2 separate regions of the Oryctolagus cuniculus genome follow, and region 1 is linked to region 2. Evidence: chromatin contacts called from public Hi-C data. All regions are on one chromosome and are shown on one strand. Each heading gives the region's core, a stretch centred on a gene start, on an enhancer-like site or on the middle of the called end of the contact. The rest is flanking DNA. Distances are from core to core; before and after follow the strand shown.

Evidence for each region. A called contact is a pair of places that touch in the nucleus more often than the background predicts.
Region 1: a contact with region 2 is called in a Hi-C map of embryonic fibroblasts, with 2.7 times the contacts expected there. The contact joins two enhancer-like sites. A contact is called at or near these places in 3 of 6 Hi-C or Micro-C datasets (ear pinna, embryonic fibroblasts and psoas muscle).

The regions. Positions count from the first base shown.
Region 1 is chr6:41,099,386-41,104,755 of mOryCun1.1, forward strand. No RefSeq gene overlaps it. Among named protein-coding and RNA genes, the nearest start is that of GALNT10, 19 kb to the right of the region's middle. Within about 2 kb of position 2,311, at least 1 of the 8 cell types and tissues checked has an H3K27ac peak or open chromatin away from gene starts, as enhancers often do.
Region 2 is chr6:41,027,689-41,032,906 of mOryCun1.1, forward strand. No RefSeq gene overlaps it. Among named protein-coding and RNA genes, the nearest start is that of FAM114A2, 62 kb to the left of the region's middle. Within about 2 kb of position 1,758, at least 1 of the 8 cell types and tissues checked has an H3K27ac peak or open chromatin away from gene starts, as enhancers often do.

The sequences.
Region 1 (5,370 bases), core at 1,061-3,560, 72 kb after region 2:
AGGCAGCTGGTTCCATTCTTGGGCGTCGCTCTGGATTGAACTGAGTAGGGGATGCTCTTGGTTCCGTGGCTCGCCTTGCTGTCTCCGCCACAGCGTTTCTCAGAATTATCCGGAGAGCACATGAAATGCAGACTCCTGGGCCCTGCTCTGATCTGGTGAATCAGAGTCTCTGAGGCAGAGGCCCATAGATCTGCGTATCATTGCAAAATGCCTGCTTTGTGAGAGGGGACTTAGGGCCCTGCAATGCCGTGGAGGGGCGCCCTTCTAGCAGGGCAAGATTATCCGAAGGAAAGGCCAAGGATCCAGGAGCCAGAGTCCTCCAACCTGCCAAACATGGCCTGATGTGAGAGGAAGCCACATCAGGTAGGAATGAAGGAACAGAAGATCACAGATCACAGTGACTACTTGCTAAGCACCCACCTGTTAGGCACTGGACAAAGGCATCTGCCATGACCCCTCCTTGTGTCAGGTATTACAGTGTCTCCATTTAACGTACAAAGATACTGAGCTTTACAGAGCTGATGTGCCTTGTCCAGGGAGAAATATCTAGAAATTGGCAGCACTGATATCTGCCTGACTCCCCAACCCTGGTGCCAGATCCAAAGCTGTCAGTGTCCAGACCTCTTCCTTTATCCCAAAGGAGCAGGTGCAGACTCGCTTGTATTTGACTGTGGTGCCAGTTTTCACCTGACCTCTCAGGAGGAGAGAAACCCCTGCAGGTGTTCCCGAGGTGTACAGCCAGTCCCCAGGGAGGCAGGCTACTTGGAGCTCCAGCTGAAGGTTCCCACCCGGGAGAACAGCACAGACTCTAGAGGAATGGCCTTGTTCTCCTAGGCTGACGCCTCCCCTGGTCCCTCCAGCCGTCCAGTCCTGAGCCAAGAGTATACCTGGAGCCCTACAGACCCTGTCTGAATAGTTAGAAGCTCTAAGTTACAGTAACACACTGTAAATAATACACCTTCTGTCCTTCTATCTTGATCAATATTCTCTCATAGTGGCCTGGCAGGGTCAACTTCAAATTCAGAATTTGAAGGAGTTCCTCTCTGGAACATGGCAGAACAGGAAGAGCTAGCCCCAGATCTGGCCCCGGTATGGTCCTCTCCTTCCCATCCCTGATTCTGCCCCACACCCTGAGGAGCCCAAGTATACTCTGAGGTCTGTCTGAATGTCCTGTGAACAGCAGCACCTTGACCTCCTTCAGGCCATGCAGTCATTTAGGGGGAACTCAGTCTTGCCCTGGCTGCCCCAGACATGGCCCCTGCCTGGCTATCCCTGCCCCCTGAACCCATTCACACCTGCAGGTAGCAACGAGAGCTGAGATAGGAGAGGAGTCAGGAAGCTGCATGTCTGCAGATCCCCTGCATTAATATGCAGCCTCTCCCATAGAAAATGAAGTACAAAGGAAAGAAAATGAAGTCTGGAGTCTTTGCTCCAGCATGCAAAGGGAAGAGAAAGGATTGTGTACTGAGGTCACCTAGATCATGAGCTCACATCTGCTTCACTATCTCACCTGAAATTCACTTATTAAATTTTATTATCATTGAGTTTTTGAAATATTATGAGACACATCACTTGGTGATGATATCAGTTGTAATCACCACAGGTCAGTGATGATCAAAATGCAGTCTGGGACCAGTGTGATAGCATCACTTGGTATTCCACACACAAATTCTCAGGCCCCAGTTCGACCTTCTGAACCAGAGATTTGAGATGCGGCCCTGTCACCCCTGTTTAACAAGCCTTTCTGAGGATTCTGACCACACAGAACCCCAAGAAGCACTGATGTAGGTAACACAGGCATTGATTAATCCGGGCCAGAGCAGCCATTCCTGGAGAGCCGTGTTCATCACTATGTATTCATTCAAAACACATTTCCTGAGGGCCAGACACTGTGTTAGACCCTCTGGGTTGAAGACACAAATTCTGCCTGCAAGTTGCTCACAGCCAAGCAGGGAAAGAGCAAGTAACACATCACCACCGTAGGATGTGACAAATGCCAGCATCCACAGTGGGTGGAAGAGGGTCAGAGCACATCCCAGAAACAACTCAGTAACAAAGACTTGCCTCGATCACACGTTAGCCAGATTCCTCCGAGCTTTCTTCTCAACCAGCCCTTCACCTTGGCCCCATCTGAATTTTACACAGTTCAGCGATAGCGAAATAAAATCCTGCTAAGTCAGCCCTCACCTTTGAGATCTAACCAAACCCCTCCTCTCTCACGCTTGATGTCTAAGCTCTTGGCCTACCTTTAGCAATCATCCTGTCTGGTCACTTTAGCAAGAATCCCTTATCCTAATGTCTTAGTCACTTTCCATTAAAATCTTCAGCTGTCTTTGTTGTACTGGTAATTGAGCCCATTCTCTCCCCTATTGCATCACCTCTATTACAATAATCCCGAGTAAAGCCTTCCTTACTGTTTTAACCATTGTCAGAATACATTTTTTCCCTGACACTGGGCAGGGAGTGGTTATGCAGAGGCCCAGAGGAAGGCAAGAACATAGCTCGGCCCATGCACCCCCTGAGCATGGCTCACATGTAAGAGGCACAGTATGACCAAGGTGGCAGTGGACCTCCATGGATGAGCCTGGGCAGGTGAACATGGCTTTGCCAGGCTCCTGAAAGCAATGGACTGCAAGGGGGAGTTTTAATTAAGCCTTTCTTCTAGAAAAATCTTTCCATCCAATTGCCACAAGGTGAATGAATTGAGAAATCCAAGCCTAGAACTCTGAATGACATGGGAGGACACCGCTCTCCCCAGAGGAGAAGATTGGACAAACTGGTGTAGGGCAGGAGGCTAGAAGGGTGGAGTTATCTTTGAGGTCAAGCCAGAAAGTGGCCTGCTCAACAGAATCACCTGAAGAACTTGTTAACCTTGTACTTGTGCCACATCATCAGAACTCCTAAGTCAGAAACTCACACATTTGTGAGTTTGAAAAGCTTCTCTAGGGGCAGGCATTTGGCATAGTGGTTAAGATACCACTTCAGACACCCGTATTCCAGATCAGAAAGCCTAGGTTCAAGTCCTGGCTCTGCTCTCGATTGCAGCTTCCTGCTCATGGGAGGCAGAAGACAATGGCCCAAGAGCTTGGGTTTCTGCCATGCACATGGGAGACCTTGATTGAGTTCCTGGCTCCTGGTTTTGGCCTGGCCCAAACCTGGCTGTTGTGGGCATTTGGAGAATGAACCAGTGGAGGGGAGATTCTTCTCTCTCTCTCTCTTTCAAATAAAATAAAATAAAAATGAACACATAAATAAACTTTTTTTTTGACAGGCAGAGTGGACAGTGAGAGAGAGAGACAGAAAGAAAGGTCTTCCTTTTGCCATTGGTTCACCCTCCAATGGCTGCCGCGGCTGGCGCGCTGCAGCCGGCGCACCGCGCTGATCCGATGGCAGGAGCCAGGTACTTCTCCTGGTCTCCCATGGGGTACAGGGTCCAAGCACTTGGGCCATCCTCCACTGCACTCCCTGGCCACAGCAGAGAGCTGGCCTGGAAGAGGGGCAACCGGGACTAGAACCCGGTGTGCCGGCGCTGCAAGGTGGAGGATTAGCCTAGTGAGCCGTGGCGCCGGCCAAATAAACATTTTTTTAAAAGCTTCTCTTATCTAGCTTCAGCAAGGGCTGAGAATTCCTGCAGTGTAAGGTGAGGAGACACAGCCTGGTGACACTGAGAGAGGGGGCAGGAGCCAGGCAGAGGAAGGAACGTGTGTGTGTGTGTGTGTGTGTGTGTGTGTGTGTTTGTGGAGGGGGAGGAGATGAGGAGTGTTCCCAGTTGCTGTGAATCATCGGGGATGCCAGCCCCTGCAAATCACAGGCTGCACTGGGAGGCCAAGGGTGGAGAACTTCACCTTCCTCCTTCCTAGGTGCACAGAAGAGACCAGGTTTTGAGGCAGCGAAATCCCACACCAGGGAATCATTTGACAAACAGATTATTCCAGGCTCACTCATTCACTCCATTTATTCCAGAGATGCTTACGGGACCAGGGTAGTGTCACAACAGGTTAAGCCACAGCCTGTGGCACCCAGATGCTCAGCTTCCTGCTAATGTGCCTGGGAGGCAGTAGCTGATGGCACAAGCACTTGGGCCCCTGCCACCCACATGGGAGACCAGGAAGGAGTTCCTGGCTCCTGGCTATAGCCCAGCCCAGTCCAGGCTGTTGTAGCCATCTGGGGAGTAAGACAGTGGATGGAAGATCTGTCTCTGTCACTCTGCCTTTCAAATAAATCGATGAGTAACTTAGAGAGAGAGAGAGAGAGAGAGAGAGAGAGAGAGATGCTTACTCAGCACTTTCTGTGGACTGGGTGCTATGCTAATATTAAGGGTAGAGTTGTGGGCAAAATCAGAGATGGTCCCTGCCCTCATGAGAGTTCCAGTCTACTGGATAAAGCTGATTTTATATAAGCAATGACTATTTAATGTAAAATTACTACTGTGCTAAATATGAGAAAGAGAAAAATACATAGAGAACACATAATAAGGACTGTAACCCAGCTTGAGGGGCCTGAAAATCTGCCCTAAGATAGTGTCACCTTAGCCAAGGTGCAAAAGATGAGTAGGAATTATCAAGGAGGATGGGAGCTAAAAGGGAGGAGGGACAGCATGCAGAAAGGCCCTGTGGCAGGTGGCCTTTATGTTGGGCTCCTCAAGGTACATAGGCCCAGATTCTCCAACCCGTGGGAGAAGCTTCCCCAGGAAACAGCCCCAGGCAACCCTTACGGAAAACCCATTTTGGAACTGGTCATAGAAGAGTCCCCCAAGTTTCTCACAAGGGAGAGGTGGCCAGAAGCCTGTGCAGAGTGCATTCCCTGGCAGCTTCCCAGGAGGCTGCAGCACAGGCCCAGGTGTTTGAGCTGAGACAACCTTGCAGTGAGGTCATCACGCACATCCACCATCGCTCCACTGGGGGGCGGGGGTTGGGGGGGGAGTGCTTCCTGACAGCTGCTCTCAGGCAATTCTCCTTCCTTTTCCATTTTATTGCTCCATGCTCCCTCCTCAGCAGGAGGTTGTGTCTCTGAAGAAGCTGGGCTAACACTGCAGGCTGCAATTACCATTCTTTTGCCTGGTCATCTCCCACCCCTGCTCCTGGCCAGTTTCTCTGCATTTGTTTTATTGCACAGATATTTATCAAGCACCTGCTGTGTGCCCAGCACAGAGCTGGGTGTCATAGTGAATGGGGCTGGAGGACAAGAAAATTTTGGATGGCCTTTCCGCTGCATAACTCAGAGGTAGGTGACCTCATATAGCTATTCAATAATTATTTATGGAATAGGAACAGAAATTGAGGTTTATGTGCATGATTTAAGGTCCCCATGGTACACACAACAGAAGTGAATATTGCCACAAATCCCCCTAGAGTCAGGGGGAATCATTTA
Region 2 (5,218 bases), core at 508-3,007:
TGAAACCTGAAACACTGGGTATGATTTAGATATGCAAAGATGAAGAAAAAAATGTTCCTGGAAATAGCAACAGTTTAAGCAAAAGCTCTAAGAAGTGAAGGGTGTGTTCAGGGAACAAGGGAGCCAACAGGATGGGGAAAAGAATAAACAGGATTAAAATGAGAGCCATATTAGGAAGGATCTGAAACTTCAGCCTAAGCAAATTGCCTTCAAAGAAGCTGTAGATTATGCAAATTAAAAATACACACCAGGATAAACAAACTATGGTAAACCACACAATAGAATGTTATGCAGCATAAATGAAATATCAAGTCACAAAAAGATACAGAGGAGACTTAAATGTATATTGCTGACTGAGAGAAGCCAATCTGAAACATCTAATTACTGTTTCCGACCATATGATGCTCCAGATAAGGCAGAACTAAGGATAGAGCAAAAAAATTCAGTTATCGCCAGGGATTCAGGGGGAAGGAGCAAGGAGCACAGAAGCTGGTTACGGCAGTGCAACTATTCCATATGATACAGTTATGACAAACACATGTCATATGTATTTATCCAGACCAGTAGGCCACACAACACCAAGAGTGCATCCTAATATAAACTATGGATTTAGGATGATCATCATGTCACTACTTTGTCCAACACTTATAACAAACATGCCACGCAATGCAAGATGTTAATAATAGAAGAAAGGGGGGTGTGGAGTATGAGAACTCTCTACTTCATTCGCGTTTTCTATAAACCTAAAAGTTATCTATAAAATAAACCCTATTAATAGCAATGATTTTAAAAGGGGGAAAATGAGGACTATTTTGCTTTAAATCTGGGTCAGGCACTTACAAGTTGGGAGCTCCTAGGCGGGTTATTGAATCTCTCAGCCTCAGTTTATTCAGTTTAACCTAACATTCTATTATGTGGCTATACCATAGTTTGTTTATCTTGGTTTGTATTTTTAATCTGCGTAAATATAACTTCTTTGAAGGCAATTTGCTTCAGTTTACTCAACTGTAAGATGAAGCTACTAGTGCCCACCTGATAGGGTTGATGTATGAAAAATAAGTGGATGTCTCAAGTAGTTCATGGCATCATATAGCAAGCACTTATGAGGGGGAATTGGTGGAGTGGAGTGGAAGTGCATTTGTTTTCAAGAAGCCATTGAAATTATCCACGCTCAAAAGCCATTGCTCAGGACTCCCCTTCAAAAATCTACAGATGGCAACCAGCTGCATATAGATTGTCATACAGAGAAGTCAGAGACAGGAAGATAAATGAGGACGTAATTCCAGGAGGAAGGTGGACATGGCAGTAGAGATGGAGGGAGGGAGGGTAGAAGAAGCGTTCATCAACAAGGCATATGAAAAGGGTCCTTGGGAGGAGAACTGGGTGCCTTGGGGGACTGAGCACTAGAATCACAGACTATTGAAATCCTGACTGTTTACCCCTTCCTCTCTGGCTGAACACAGTCTTCGTGCCTGTCTGCCATCAGAGAATCTTCCATTGTTTCCTGCTCCAAAGGGAAAAAAGAAAAAGGATTTTTTACACAGAAATTTACCTGTCAGCTGCACTGCTGCCTTGACATTTTAAGTGGTACCTGCCCTTCTGTGTCAGACATTTCTGGCAAATAAGAAAGTGACAAGCTTCCCTAATGGGTGTTTGAGTGTTCAATGAAGTGAGAACCCTGCTAGAGGTAGGGAAATCCGGGACCTGCCAAGGCAAAGGGAACATCAGCAACAAAGATTTCAAGCAATTATCTTGAGGCCTTCCCACCCAGTATCTCCGTGCTTAGCCAAGCGAGGACTTCAGGAGGCAGCTGAGAGCACGGGTGCGTCCTTCCCACCTCCTGCTGAGTCACCACAGCAAACTGCAGCAAACAAATAAAGCTGCCTCAGAACTGGCAAGACCAGGCTCCAGGGCGTACAAATATTGGCCTTTTCTATCTGGAATTAGGTGAAAAACATTGGCATCAGCCTCTCACGGAACAAAGAAAGATAAAGATGTGCAGATTCACCTCACCAACCTGGGAGGGAGTCCCTCTGTGACTGTGTTGCCACGTGGTTCCCTAGCTATGTAATTCAAGCTCATGTCCAGTGACAGGGATCTTTCTACTAAACCAGGGTTACCTGGATAACTGGCAGCCTTAGAGCTGACCCACTAATTTTACAGCTGGGGAATTCAAAACCTAGGTAAGAAAAGTATCTTGTTCTAAACCACCTAGTGAGCTAGGGGCTGACCTTCCCATGTCTTCTAGAACTTATTCCTAAGCACACTCACTAGGCATATCTTGGTTGTTAAAACAGTGAGTTCTAATGAGGTCAGGAAGACCCATGGCCAAACTTCAGCTCTTTCCATGGGTCAAACCATTTTTTTTTTCTTTTTAAGTCCCAGTTCTCTTGACTGTACTATTGGAACAATAACAGTACCTAACTTACTGAGTTGTCATAAAAAGCACTTGAGAAAATGGATACCAAGTATCTTTCATTGTGTCTGGCACATACTGTAAGTGTAGAATAGTGGCATCTAGTAGGTGTAACCAGTGCTGATTCTGCTTGTTTATCTACCATGCCAGTGAAGCACTGGAGAACCATGTTTACCATCCCATGTGTACTACTTATCATTTGTTTCAGTGTGGGTTCCAGGATCTCAGAGGAAATAAGAAGAACATGGCCTTCCAAGAAGGCATGCTTACAGCAGGTAACTTGGAGTATCCAGAGATACCCCTCCTTACCAACACTTATAGCCCAATGTCTCCCTGACTATGCACAATACAGCCTATGAACTGAACCAAGATGTCTCCCTAAGAATACCATTTGTCAGCACCTTGGACAGCATTCAAATGATCTGCCACTCCAGGTAAGGGAGGTGACATTTCTTTTGACGTGATGCCAGGTGGGTGGCAGCGAAGATATTTAGAGAGAAGAGGTGCTGACATCTCTCCCTGTGACCACATTTCTAGGGGAATTGTACAAACAGGAGATAAAAGAAAACAAAGCAAGAATAAAACCTCCCATGTGTATGACTTTCATTCTCCACTCCCCACAGAAAGCCCTCTGCTTATTAAAGGTTTGTGGTGAAGAAAAACATACAAGGTCGAGACCCGTTCCAAAGAGAGCGACTAAAAGCAAGTCGGCACATTTTACGGGGCTGACTGATTTGCCAGCTCCTTCTGTGCAGCATTGTTACAATTACAGCTATTCTTGGTGACGTAATCCATTATGGTTCCATTATTCCCAAGAAGCAGAGAAGAGCAAAAATCAAAGGTTTATCATCTAGCTGGAGTTTGTAGAACATAGCAGGCTGCCTGCTGGGACACATCAGGTAGCAATCAGAAACCAGACCTAGGGGGAAAATATGCATTACACTGAGCTCCTCTGTCCACCTAGAAGAGATGATGCTATTTGCATTAGGGAAAGGAGGCTGCGTTCCCTCTGTTTGCCTTCAGGGCATTTTTCTCTCAGTTGGCCAAACAGGATGATCTGCTTCCTGAAACAGAGGGGCACAGTCACTCTCGCTCCCAGACCCCACAGGAAGAAGAACCATAACTACCATGTGCCAACAGTGGGTTAGGCATTGCATAGGTGGGAGGGTATTATTAAACTGCATTTGGCAAAAGACAAAACTGAGGCTCTGAGAAGTTATCTGGGATTCTCGGTGACAAAAACCCAGTTCAGAAAGGTTTGAAGGAAAAAGAGAATATATTTGCTTAAGTAACTAAAAAGTCTAGAGGTAAGCTGATCGCCAGGTATGGCTGGATAGAGGAAGGAAAAGGTGTCATGACTCTGCAACTCTCAATGTGGCTTTCCTCTATGTTGCCAGCCCCTTCCTTTCCCAGCCAAGACAGGCTCTTCCTCCTTGTTGCAAGGTGGGAACAACCAACTACTGTTCTCATCCTTCTAGCTAAGCAACCCCAGTGGAGAGAGAGCTTTTCTTCCTCAACAGGTTCCAGTAAAAGTCCCAGGACTAATATCATTGGCCTGTGGTCAGGGAGGTGGAGCAGCATACAAAGGCCAGGCCTGATTGAAGGGGCCACAGCTGGAGCTGGGAGAAAGCCTACCAACTGAATATCACACTGACTATAAGGCAGAAAAGGGTGCTTCCTAAACCAAATTTGACTTACAACTTCAACAGAAGAAGGAGAGGATAGAGGCATGTGACAAAAGCCAATGTCCATGATAGCCACTCTACTGATAAGCAACCATATTCTTCTCACTGTCATGCAAATAATGACTTAGCACAGTACTTAACACACACCTGGCGCATGATGAGGCTAATGCTTTGGGACCATGCTGTATCACTAGCAGAGATAATATTTTATGTTCCCACTGGGTTTCATAGAAGATGACCAGAAAATTGTGCTAGATAGTGAAGACTCCAGCCTGGCACCTTATCAATATCAGAATTTTCCTGTCTTAGCTAACTGAATGACCAGAAAGAGAGTGGTAAGGGTTGTTCTTAATTTTTATCTATGTATTCAATTTTACTTGAAGGAGGGACAGAGAGAGAAAGGCAGAGAGAGGTCTTCCACCTACTGCTTCCCTCCCCAAATGCTCACAACGTCCAGGACTGAGCCAGCCCAAAGCCTGGAGCCAATAACTCAACTGCATCTCCCAAGTACTTGAGTCATTACCTAGTGCCTCCCAGGGTATCCATTAGCAGGAAGCTGGATCAGAAGCCGAGGAGCCCAGACTTGAACCAGCACTCTGATATAGATGTGGGCATCCCAAGTGGTGGCTTAGTCTGTTGCAGCACAGTGCCTGTCCCAAAGGTTTTTTCATGAGAGAACATATTCTTTATTGCCTTACCTCAGAGATCACATATAAAAAGATGTGCATCTGCTGTGTTTAAGGCTATGTGCAACACACTGAGAACAGGAAAAAAAGGACATAATAACTTAGGAATAAAAGGCTAACTAAACCACTATTCTTGCCATAAGGATGTAAAAAAAATTTCTTTGACAATAATAGCAATTGCTAAGCATGTATCAAGTGATTTCCACACATAGGTTCTTCACTGAATTTTTGAAATAAATCAGACATGCAGATGTAATATAAGAGACTTCAAAAAGCGCACCAAATAGAATTTAAAAATGTGTTCATTTTTACTTTAAAAAATTTAAAATTTATGTACAATTTTTTTCATAACACATTTTCCATGAACTGCTTCAATCCCCTCATATTAAAACAGTCACTTGATCCAGGCTTGGTGATGTTAAGTGTCTTGC